Regions from separate parts of the Zea mays genome. Here region 1 is linked to region 2. A link is a contact called in public Hi-C data. All regions are on one chromosome and are shown on one strand. Each heading gives the region's core, a stretch centred on a gene start, on an enhancer-like site or on the middle of the called end of the contact. The rest is flanking DNA. Distances are from core to core; before and after follow the strand shown. Region 1 holds the start of LOC100274171 (SH3 domain-containing protein). Region 2 holds the start of LOC100282423.

Evidence for each region. Hi-C and Micro-C count contacts between places; a contact is called where the count stands out from the background.
Region 1: a Hi-C map of leaf shows a contact between it and region 2, with 5 times the contacts expected there. The contact joins the promoter of LOC100274171 here to the promoter of LOC100282423 in region 2. A contact is called at or near these places in 4 of 25 Hi-C or Micro-C datasets (ear, leaf and leaf mesophyll).

What each region holds. Positions count from the first base shown.
Region 1 is chr1:38,477,388-38,483,020 of Zm-B73-REFERENCE-NAM-5.0, forward strand. LOC100274171 (SH3 domain-containing protein) reads left to right here and starts at 2,787. Exons shown (of 25, transcript NM_001360553.1): 1 at 2,787-3,176; 2 at 3,264-3,323; 3 at 3,425-3,517; 4 at 4,148-4,376; 5 at 4,877-4,983; 6 at 5,125-5,187; 7 at 5,437-5,537. The coding sequence starts at 2,904.
Region 2 is chr1:38,220,571-38,226,432 of Zm-B73-REFERENCE-NAM-5.0, forward strand. It overlaps LOC100282423, which reads right to left and starts at 3,886. Exons shown (of 2, transcript NM_001155334.2): 1 at 3,550-3,886; 2 at 1,356-2,467. The coding sequence starts at 3,687. The coding sequence ends at 2,012. It overlaps LOC103634168 (sulfoquinovosyl transferase SQD2), which reads left to right. Exons shown (of 11, transcript NM_001428410.1): 11 at 1-328. The coding sequence ends at 208.

The DNA of each region.
Region 1 (5,633 bases), core at 1,537-4,036, 260 kb after region 2:
CGGTCAACTGCTCCAAACCCTAACGGATAGTTGACGTGGCGCGCGCCGGACAATGAACAGTGCAGTGTCCGGTGCGCCCATCGACAACAAATGCAGCCAACGGCTAGGAAGTGGTTGGGGGCTATAAATACCCCCAACCACCTCATTCAAAGCTATCCAAGTTTTCTGAAATCCTCATTCAATACAAGAGCAATAACATTCACTCCAAGACACAATTCCAAAAGATCAAATCCTCTCCAAGTCCCAAAATCAACTCAACCACTTAGTGACTTGAGAGAGAGAGATTTTGTGTTCATTTGTGCTGTTGTCGCTTGGATTGCCTTTCTTCCTTCCCATTCTTATTCTTAAGTGCTTTGTAAAGCTAAGCAAGAGACACCTAAGTGTGTGATGGTCCTTGTGGGGTCTTAATGACCCGTTTGATTAAGTAGAAGGCTCATTCGGTCTAAGTGACCGTTTGAGAGAGAGAAATGGTTGGAATAGACTCGGCCTTTGTGGCATCCTCAACAGGGACTAGGTTCTTTGGAATCGAACCTCGGCAAAACAAATCATCGTGTCCACTTGTGTGATTTGCATTTGATTTGTTTGCTCCCTTTCCTCTCTCTAAAGTTTCCTTGCCAATATTGATTTGAGTTTGCTCCCAAACGTCACCCGCATCATTTGAGCAACTCGTGGCAAGAGAAACAATCTTCCACCTCAGATTTAATTCTAACGCTAACCCCGGCCTTAGTGTGTGTTTAAGTTTATAAATTTCAGGTTTTACCTATTCACCCCGCTAGGCGACTTTCAAAAATTTAGAGAGAGGAAAGAAGGGAAACAAATCAACTGAAGACCAATGCAAGTGAACACAGTGATTTGTTTTTACCGAGGTTCGGTTCCAAAGAACCTAGTCCCTGTTGAGGAGGCCATATAGGCCGGATCTATTCCAACCATTTTCCTCTCTCAAACGGTCACTTAGACCGGATGAGCTTTCTCCTTAATCACTTGGGTCACTAAGACCCCGCAAGGATCACCACACACTTAGGTGTCCCTTGATAGCTTTACAAAGCACTTGTGAGAATAAGAATAGAGGAGGAGAAAGCAATCCAAGCAATAAGAGCAACAAATGAACACAAAAACTCTCTCTCAAGTCACTAAGTGGTTGAGTTGATTTTGAGACTTGGAGAATATTTGATCTTTGGAATGTGTCTTGGAGTGAATACTATTGCTCTTGTATTGAATAGGAACTTAAGAAATCTTGAATGTCGTTGAAGGAGGTGGTTGGGGGTATTTATAGCCTCCAACCACTTTTTAGCTGTTGGTTGTTTTTGCTGGCGATAGACACACCAGACAGTTTGGTGACGCACTGGACAAGTACTATTCACTGTCCGGTGTGCGCCACGTCAGCACGTCCGTTGGGATTTGGAGCGACTTGATCGTTGGAACCCTTGTCCTGTAGCTGCACCGGACATGTCCGGTGCGCTCTGACTTTTCTGATCTGAACTCTGACGCGCACTGTTCACTCTGCAGTCGATTGTTGGCGCCAGGTTACCGTTGCTCCGTTGGCTCACCGAACATGTCCGGTGCACGTCGGACAGTCCGGTGAATTATAGCGGAGCGCGCCCAGAAGAAACCCGAGAGTGGCTGGTTTGAGTGGAGCTCGACCTGGTGCACCGGACACTGTCCAGTGCGCCATTTGCAGCACACACTCAAGTCCTTTGCTCCAAATTAAATTGAGTCCCCAACTAAATTTCTCTCTTGGTTTGTGTTAAACTTTATGCACCTGAGACAAAAGATATCTAGGCAAACTAGTTAGTCCTCGTGGTTTGTGATGGGCGTCAACCACTAAAATCGATTATAGGAAATGATTAAGCCCACTTCCCTTTCAAACATCACTCGTAAGTGTTCGTGGGATTATATGATATAAAAAGCTATTTTCAGATGGTAGTGATGGATCCACATCTTTATTCGGATGTTAATTTTTTTTATCTTTTTTCTTCGATTGTGAATAAATAACTATAGAATTTGCTTTATAAAATTATATTCTTATTTTTAGCATTGAGTTTACTAATATTCATAAAAAATAAACATTAAATTGGTTCTATATCTTTTTAAATAATTGATATAAAATTCGGATACAGATACAAATACAGATTCAGATGTTTTTTTCCGTTTTTTTCATTATAGACAGAAAATAATGCATACAAAAATATAAACAATTTTTTATTCTTGTATCTTATAATGTTCTTAGGGGGTGTTTGAATACACCATAGTTAATTGTTAGTTGACTAAAAAATTGCTAGTGAAATTATAATTAATAATTAAACTACTAACTAGAGTGTTTGAATATCTCCGACTAATTGTAGTCACTAACTGTTAGATTTAGTGTAATCAAACATCCACTTAATGATATGACTAAAAATAAGCTTTACATTCTATATAAATATAAGGGAAATTTGGATCCATACCATTAAAAGATCACCACTTTGGATCTATACCATTAATATCTCACTTACATGTGGGTCTACATGAGTCAATGACATGTGGGGTCCATGGTATATATCTAAAGTTTGGATCTTTTAATGGTATAGATCCAATTGTTCTTAAATATAAATATATTTATATTAAAATATTAGATTTATCATATAAATCAAATGTTTTAGAAACATCCTATAATATGGAGAATTTACCGTTGCCGTTCCTGGTCGTGAATTCCCGTTTTCCGTCCCGTCCCACCGGGCAAACGCACGCCAAATTGCCAATCCAGCTTGGCGGTTGGATCCAGCAATCCATACCTTCTCGGCTTGTCCCTCCGTCCTGTCCTGCGTGCGACCCGACCCGACCCGAAAAGTCCCACTAGGCTAGACAGACAAGCCTGCTCGCCGGAGATCTCCCGCTCGCGCGGCGCGGCCCCTCGCTCCGCGACCATGGCCTCCGGGCAGGACTCGTCGGGCACCACGCTGATGGATCTCATCACCTCGGATCCTTCGGCCACGTCGACTGCCGGGGCATCGTCGCAGCAGCAGTCCTCCTCGGGCGTCGGCAGCGCCGGTGGCTCCCTTTTGGGGAAGCCCGTGGCTCCGGCGGCGGATCGCAAGTCGAAGAAGGGGACGCTGATGCAGATCCAGAACGAGACAATATCCGCTGCCAAGGCGCTTAACCCCGTCAAGGTCCTGCCCCAGCGCAACAGGAAGAAGAAGGCGCGTCCCCTCCCCTTCTCCCCGGATTTTCATCCTCTCTTCATTCGCATTCCAGGTCTCATGCTGTAGTTTATGCTTCTCGTTCAGCCCGTCTCCTACGCACAGCTGGCCCGGAGCATCCACGAGCTCGCCGCGACGTGCGACCAGGTTCGTCCGGCTGCTGCTTCGGTTTGGTACTTTGATTATAATTTCATGATGCTGGCTTGGATCTGTTAACTTTATCTGCTCTTGTGATATGCCTTTTGTAGAAAAGTTCCCAGAGGCAGCTCGTAAATAGTGTGTTCCCCAAGCTTGCTGTGTACAATTCTGTGGATCCTTCGGTGGCTCCATCTCTTCTCATGGTAAGCTTTTCCTGTGCCCTTCCTCGACTGCTTCTAGCTATTTTGTGGAGGTAGGACTTAGATCAGTCACAGATACACACCAGCAAGCAAGGTTTTAAAGTCGGCTAGTCGACTCTAGTCGCCTGAGCACCGATAAGGTGACTAATCGCGATTAGTCGTCGATTTGCTCGATTAGTCGACTCCTAGTCGTCCACCTATAGCTGACCCACATAATAGAGGCCGGATTAGCGGCCCAAAACAGACATAACTAGTCGACCATAACCCCTAGTCGAACGACTAATCGCGATTAGTCGGTAACTAGGACGACTAATCGCTACCTAGTCGCTCTAGTCGAGTCGTAGACCCTAATCAAGCTTGGACTAGCGATAAGGCCGACTAATCGCGATTAGTCGGACGACTTTAAAACCTTGCCAGCAAGGATAGCACTGTAACGGCATGTGTTAAATTATAGTTTTTCTCAACTGGATTCACACCTTTGCATGTCTTCAACAGAAATTAGATACTTAGATAAATGTGTTGTACAGAAATCATATACTTAGCATAGACCATGGTCATGATAACCTTCAATATTATCGATTATTTTAGGTATTTCCTCTCTATCATTACTTCGACTCTCCTTTGTATTTGCAGCTCCATCAGCAATGTGAGGACAGAAATGTTCTGCGCTATGTATACTACTATCTGGCCCGTATACTGTCAGATAATGGTTCCCAGGGTTTAAGTGCTGCTGGTGGCATACCCACGCCCAATTGGGACGCTCTTGCAGACATTGATGCCGTCGGGGGAGTGACACGAGCAGATGTTGTACCGAGAATAGTTGATCAACTTTCAGCGGAATCCTCGAGTGATGATGTTGAGTGTATGCCTTTATACTATCTCAGTCTACATCGAAGTTATAGTATGAAAAATGTATTTCTAATCATACTTTTGGCCACTTATTAAAAAAAACTTTGAGTATTTCACAGGGACTACTTAATTGAACCAAATTTACTTGCCCGCATTTCTTGCTTACTTTTTTCAAACCAAACTTATGATCTATCTTCTTATTCTCTTGTTGGGAATTGGTTTCCTCTTGGATTTTTTAAAAGCAGTACAATAAGAATGTATATTCCTGGAAAGTATTGCATAAGAAAATCAACTATTATGATCAAATTTATGAAATACCTCAGTTGAAATTTGTAATCTGAACATATTTGTTGCGAGCAATAAGAATCAGTGTCATTATGAAAGGCTCAGCAAGACAGTTTCCATGCCAATTTAAAACAATTAATGTTTCCATCCTTTCCCTTTTAATTCCGTTGTTGAATCATGTTTCTTTGTTCCTCATTGTTCTTAATTATGGATGCTGGTCCTTTGAAGTTCATGCACGGAGACTTGCTGCTCTGAAGGCCCTTACCTCCTGTTCCACTAGCAGTTCTGAGATGATGGAAAAGCTAAATGAAATTGTGTTTGGCATCTTGGAAAAGGTTGGCCATCCATAATTTCAGTTGTTCTTTGTACAGTTACATTAGTCTTTAAACTACTTTTCTTAGCTCCTTTTCTGTTTCCCTGGTCTGTGGCACTAAAGTTGACAGTGTTCTCTACATGATATATCTGGATACTTTCAGGTAGCAGATACTAAACAAAAACGGAAAAAGGGTATTTTTACTAAGCAAGGTGGTGATAAGGAGGTGCTGTTTCGTTTCAAGAATGTGCATTTATTTTTGGTGCTGCTAAGGACTCCTGTTTGTATACCATTATTGACCTTGCTAATTATAAGCATGAAAAGGCAGTAAGGCACCAATTACTACAGTGCGCTTAAACTTGCAGCTCATTATTATCTGGCTAAGATGATGGGCCAACTTAGTTTATTTGATCTGAAAATTGCGAGTCTTATGTTCTGAACTCAATCTTGTGACACTTTTATTTTATTTTCGTAGTCTATCATACGTGGTAATTTGCAATATGCTTCTCTAAGTGCACTGAGAAGGTTTCCACTTGATCCCGGTAACCAAGCATTCCTCCACCGAGCTGTGCAAGGGTGAGTCTGGACTTTGTAAAACTAGTTTTACCACCTTGTATTCTGGACCTTATTTATTTTACAAGTTCTCAACTATTCAATACAAGGGCAGAAGCA
Region 2 (5,862 bases), core at 2,636-5,135:
AGAGCAGCTCCTCAGTTCAAAAGATCTCAGGGAAACCATTGGAATGGCTGCCAGAGAAGAGATGGAGAAGTGTGACTGGAGGACAGCCTCGAAGAAAATCCGCAACGAGCACTACAGCACCGCGATATCGTACTGGCGGAAGAAGATGGGCAAGACTAACCAGACCTCCTTGTTTCAGGATTCTTCTGTCGCTGCCCTCTCCAACTAGTTGCTGTTAATAACTAAAGAATTTGTACATTGTACCCAAACAGCTTGCGAGTTTTGTGTGGCTAGCTGCATTCAAATGTCCACAGTCTGACTGACTACGGCTTGTATTCGATTCATGTACATTTAGACAGCACTTAAGATTGCCGATCTGCTAACTCAGAAGGTTTGGCACAAATGCTCCGATAATTTTGACGTACTTGTCTCGTGCTGATGTGCAGTGTAGAGGCTTGTTGCTGTCAGTGGCTTCGGCCATGTTCTAATGTACCAGAACTAATAGTTAGCTGCTAAAATTAATTAAAACATTTAAACAGTCTAGCTAATATTTAACTATTAATGATTTTTTATAAATTAGCTAATAGCTGGTTAATTAATTTCACTAGAAATTTTTAGTCAACTAACTATTAGATTTGATACATTCAAACACTCTAAATTATGTGGGATGCTGGGGTGCCAATAAATCAAGTGCAATCCAACCAGGTGTAAACAGCGAAACCCGACTCGCTGAGGCACTGGATGGACACCTGATTTTTTTGTGCGGAAGATGGACATGAATAGTTGTGAAGTATAATTGTGCTATACTCCCTCCTTCAGAAAAGAAGTTTATGAAATACGTATGTCAAACTTTCTTATATTTGACTGGATTTGTATATAATATTAGCAAACACATTTATCTAAAAAAGTCTATTATAAAATATATTAAATGTTCCATTTAACCAGGCTAATTATACACAACAAATATTAATAATTTTTATATATTTGATTAAAGTTGTAAATGTTTGATTTCTCGGAAGATGAGAATGACGCACTGTGACACTCGGACAGAGGGAGAAGTGCGATGTTTTGAAGCTACAGTTCAAGTTTTTTTTATTGAAAGAGTAACAAAAACTGAATTTCTGAATAACCTCTTTGGTAGTTTTGTAAGGCGGTTTTGGAAGGAAAGGGTACAGACAAATCTTACTTTTCTTGTTTCCTCTGACGTTTCTGAGTCCGAAGTTGAAATTCGGGAGAACACAGTAGGCAAACTACATATTTTTCCCTTTGGTTATTTTGCTTCCCCAACTGAAACCAAATTGCATGAGTGCGTGCACGGGCAAGGAGAGAAAGTAATTAAATCGCCACAGCATCTCAATAACAAGCTCAACATCATCACCTTCCTAACTCGATATGATGGCATTAAACAACAATGATCTTACAGCTACATATATTTTATGCTTTGTAATATTTGAAAGACCATGGGACATCGCTCTGATTACTCCAGGGGTATCAACTAGTACAGTCTACAGATAATGTTACGTTCCCTGATATCCAATGGTACTTACAAACGAACTGACAAATTCTAGGAGCATGGGATAACTTCGTTTCTCCAAAGCATATAACTACAACACAAGCAACCTCCCTATTAGTTCTGTACAATTCCGCAGCAACATTAATTCTTGCTGAGGATTGAAGTTCGCTATTTTCATCATTTAGCAAGCTAATGTTCTACCTACTGCAGACACCTGCTTGGCAATCCAGTATATGATAGAGACGGGCACAGCAATAAATCAAACCAAGGGTTAGCAGGTGTCTGCATACTGGACCTTCGATTTACCAATAAACCAGTATATGAATAAACCAAGTGTATATGTTGCATACTGGACCTTCGATTTACCAATCTGTCCATTATGATCAGCGATTAAACCGTAAGGTTTAGGAAATTTCTGCAGTAGGTGCATGTGATCTCATTCAGATGACAACTCAAAAGCATGGGCAAGTCGCATAGAAGAGGCTATTCGGTAGCCATTTGAGATTCGGGGCAATAGGGTTATTCACCTTGCAGCACAACCATGAGTTCTCCACCTTGGCTGAGCACACTGTCAAGGAACCCAATCACGTTTTCTTGGTCCTTAAACTGCTTGGGTTCAGAAAGATCACTGTCCAAATTAAACCAGATGCCATCAATGCGTCGAATTGCCACCCAATGCCTGCCAGTCCAAAGCCCCCTGAACCTCCTGATAGGTACATTGATCACCAGGCCTACCAATGTTTCTGCATTCAGATCAACCGATGATGCCCCTTTACGACGATCATGCCAAACCACCTTCTTGTTTCTAGCTTCTAATGCTGTGATGAGAACATTCACATCATAGTTCCCAGTTATAACATTGTGGTGAGGTTTAAAAATGAATGGTAGAGGAGTCCACTGGCCCTTGTTTGGATCATTGAGAACAAGATTTCCAGCGATGCCGTCCAACTCAGCACGGGTGAAACATTCCTTTTCCTGAACCTCAGAAAACATAACTGACACAGTTAGTCTACAGAAGTCAGATAAAAGTATGGCACACCAAAGTAAGAAACATATTACAAAGAAAAATGAACTGCCGTTTTCAGAGATTCATGATTTCATAACATATCTATTGGGTAAGCGAAAGAGCAAAACCATTTCTATGTACGTAAATCATAATATTGTTTATTTTTAGAAGAATATACAAGTCTAGGTGCTCTGCAGCAGATGAAACCAGTGGCGGATCAAGAACCAGATCAAAGAGTGGGCTGGATTATGGATTGGGGAGGCTAGAGATGGCCATAATATGAATGAATGGAGCCACCGCGAAGATGATGCGCGAATTGCAAACATGTGTGATGGCCTGATGGGTCTGCAACGTGCTGTGATGCGCCCGCGTCTTGTAATTGCGGGCCCTCTTTCTATGACTATGCTGAAATTACTACAGGGTACTAAGTACTAATTGGGTTGCTGGACCGGGGTTGCGGCTCTGCCAGCTCCGGTCCTGGATCCACCCCTGGGTGAAATGTCCGTGAATGGTGACCATTTTTATATGCTTTCGTGAATTGTGAATTGTCCATGTTGTTTCAGTAACCCAGACTACATAATCTTTGAAGCACCTTGCAATTTAACACATAACCAATAGAGTTAACGAGTCTACATGATCTATTTCTCCCGGGTTTATTAAATTCATGTTTCACAAGCAAATCTTGCCAAACTTTATACCACCGACGGGTGAAAAAGAAGGGTGCAGAACGGATGAGCAGTACACATAAATGTGCGTCCAAATAGCATGATAAACATGCAGTAACCAGCTGGATTCGATTCAATCCATATATAAATATGAGATAAACTAATGGAGTGGAGCACAACGCCCAACTACTAACAATTTCAACAAGCAACTCAATCAGTCCCTCTCTGGAAATCGATAGTCACCAGGGGCAATTTGGAACTAAAGAGGATATGCATGGGCCAAATTTCATCTAAAGGAAGCAATAAGCACCGCGCGCAAATAGAACATAATCATGAAGTCAAGGGGATACAGATAATGGTAGAAATTAGAAAGAGATAGGATCCACCTGCATAAGGTTGTTGAGAGCATGGAGGAGACAGAATTGCAGCCTCTGCCTCTCATGATACACCTTGCCGCTGCCGCTTTCCCCCGCGCCAGATCCTGCCTCACCTTGCTTTGCTTCCGATTTGGCTCCCGGTTCCATGCCTCGATGCTCGATGGGGCTGGGTCGCTGCCACGCAGGGACAAAACCTGAAACCCCACAGGTTACGCGCCGTCGCGCCCCACTCCGCGTCTCCGCTGCCCGGCTGGCCGTTTTATCGGCGGCGCCGCCGTTGCAGCGATATTAGGCTGTCCACTCATGAATTTTTATATTATATTTTATTCTAGTCAGCAAATCCTCTACTCTACCTCACAATCTTCAACATTAATATTTGTTGGCGGCCTTCGGCTTCCGAAGGTCCTCAAAAACATGATTTAACAATGTTTTCCAAGTGAAATGTGTGAGCAGGTATCTTCGGAATTGGATTACGAGTATATAAGATTAAGGCCAAGACGAAGCTTGAGTGGGACGGAAGGTGATTGTGACGAAGGAAAAGATCATTACGAAGCTATGCACAGAAGAGCTTTGACATAACGGCGGAAAGGGAAACCGACTTAAAGATGAAAAACCAGATTAGACCTCGAAGAATTACTATAGAGTTATTTATAAACGTAAAGGGCATTAATGTAATCTTGCATGGGCTGCGACCCGCGCCTATAAATAGATGAACAGTACTCCCGTACTGTTCACGCTGACTCGACATTTGCTTTTGGCGCCATACTTGTATTTTCACTCCTTCAAGCCGAAGGTACATTTGTAATTTAATATTGTTTGTACAAATAAGATAAATGGAAATAGATTAATAATAATGTTCACAAAAGATTATATTATTTTCTGTACTTTATATGAATGTTCTTCATCTTTCATCATGATCATGAAGGCATGTCTTTCATAATCTTCGTCCTAGATTCATTAGATCCGAAGGGAAATAATGACCCGAAGGATGAAGGGCTTTGGCATTTAACATTTTATGTTGCCTTGTTCTTGATTCATAGCATTTGAGAACAAGTCCCCAACATTGGCGCCCACCTCCGGTGAACTCACTTCCATTTTTTGAGATTTGAATACCTTCGGCAAGCATCACCTTCGTCATGCCGCCGAAGAAAGCTTCAGCAACAGGGGCTGCCACTCTGCAGCCGTTGGATCCCAATCAGGACGTCCTTTCCCTTAGGGAGGTCCGAAGCCAGGAGAGGAAGGCCGCTAGTCCAACACCTCCGGAGGATGACTTGGATCAGGAGATCCAAAACCTAGAGATCCTTCAGCAGCAGGTGCAACGAAAAAAGGAGAAGATGACTCGTTTAGCTGATCTTCAGAGACAGATAGATGAAGCTTCGGAGGAGGTTCGTCATCTTGTTCAAGATGATCAGAACCGAAGGCCTCCGCGCAGAGAGCTTCATCAAGAAGGTTTTTACAATGAGGACGACTGGTATGAAGATTTCCATCATGGAAACTTTGCTTTCGATGATGCTTCTCCTCTTTCAACAGAATTGCAGGCTACACCATGGCCCCAGTCTTACAAGTCACCCCAGCTCCCCATGTACGACGGTCGTACAGACCCAAAGCAATTTTTAATGAGTTATGAAGCAACCATATCTTCGTATGGTGGCAATACTGCAGTCATGGCAAAGTCTTTTGTCATGGCCGTCAAGAGTGTCGCTCAGACCTGGTACTCCTCTCTCCGGCCAGGGACAATCACCTCTTGGCAGAAGCTGAAGGATATGTTGATAACCAGTTTCCAAGGATTTCAGACAAAGCCAGTCACTGCTCAGGCTCTCTTCCAGTGTACCCAGGACCATGAAGAATACCTTCAGGCGTATGTCCGAAGGTTTCTGCGTCTGAGGGCACAGGCGCCAACAGTGCCCAATGAAATTGTCATTGAGGCCATGATTAAGGGGCTTCGGCCGGGACCTTCAGCGCAGTACTTTGCCAGGAAGCCACCACAGACGTTGGAGAAGCTGCTCCAGAAGATGGACGAATATATTCGAGCTGACAATGACTTTCGCCAAAGAAGGGAGGAAGCATTCAGGTTCTCTGAAATGACCAGGGGCTTCGGAGGAAGATTTCACCCGAGGCACGTTAGATCAATTCATAACTCTACTCAAACTGATGATCGAGGGAGTCAGCAGCAAAGGCCACAATACTCTTCACAAGCTTCGGGCCAACAACAAAGTTCTTTTCGGCCGCCAGCGCCAAGGGGCAGAGGCGCCAGGGGCTTCGGGGGAAGGTTTGGAGATCAGCCTAGAAAAATGTATTATCTATTCTGTGGTGAAGACAATG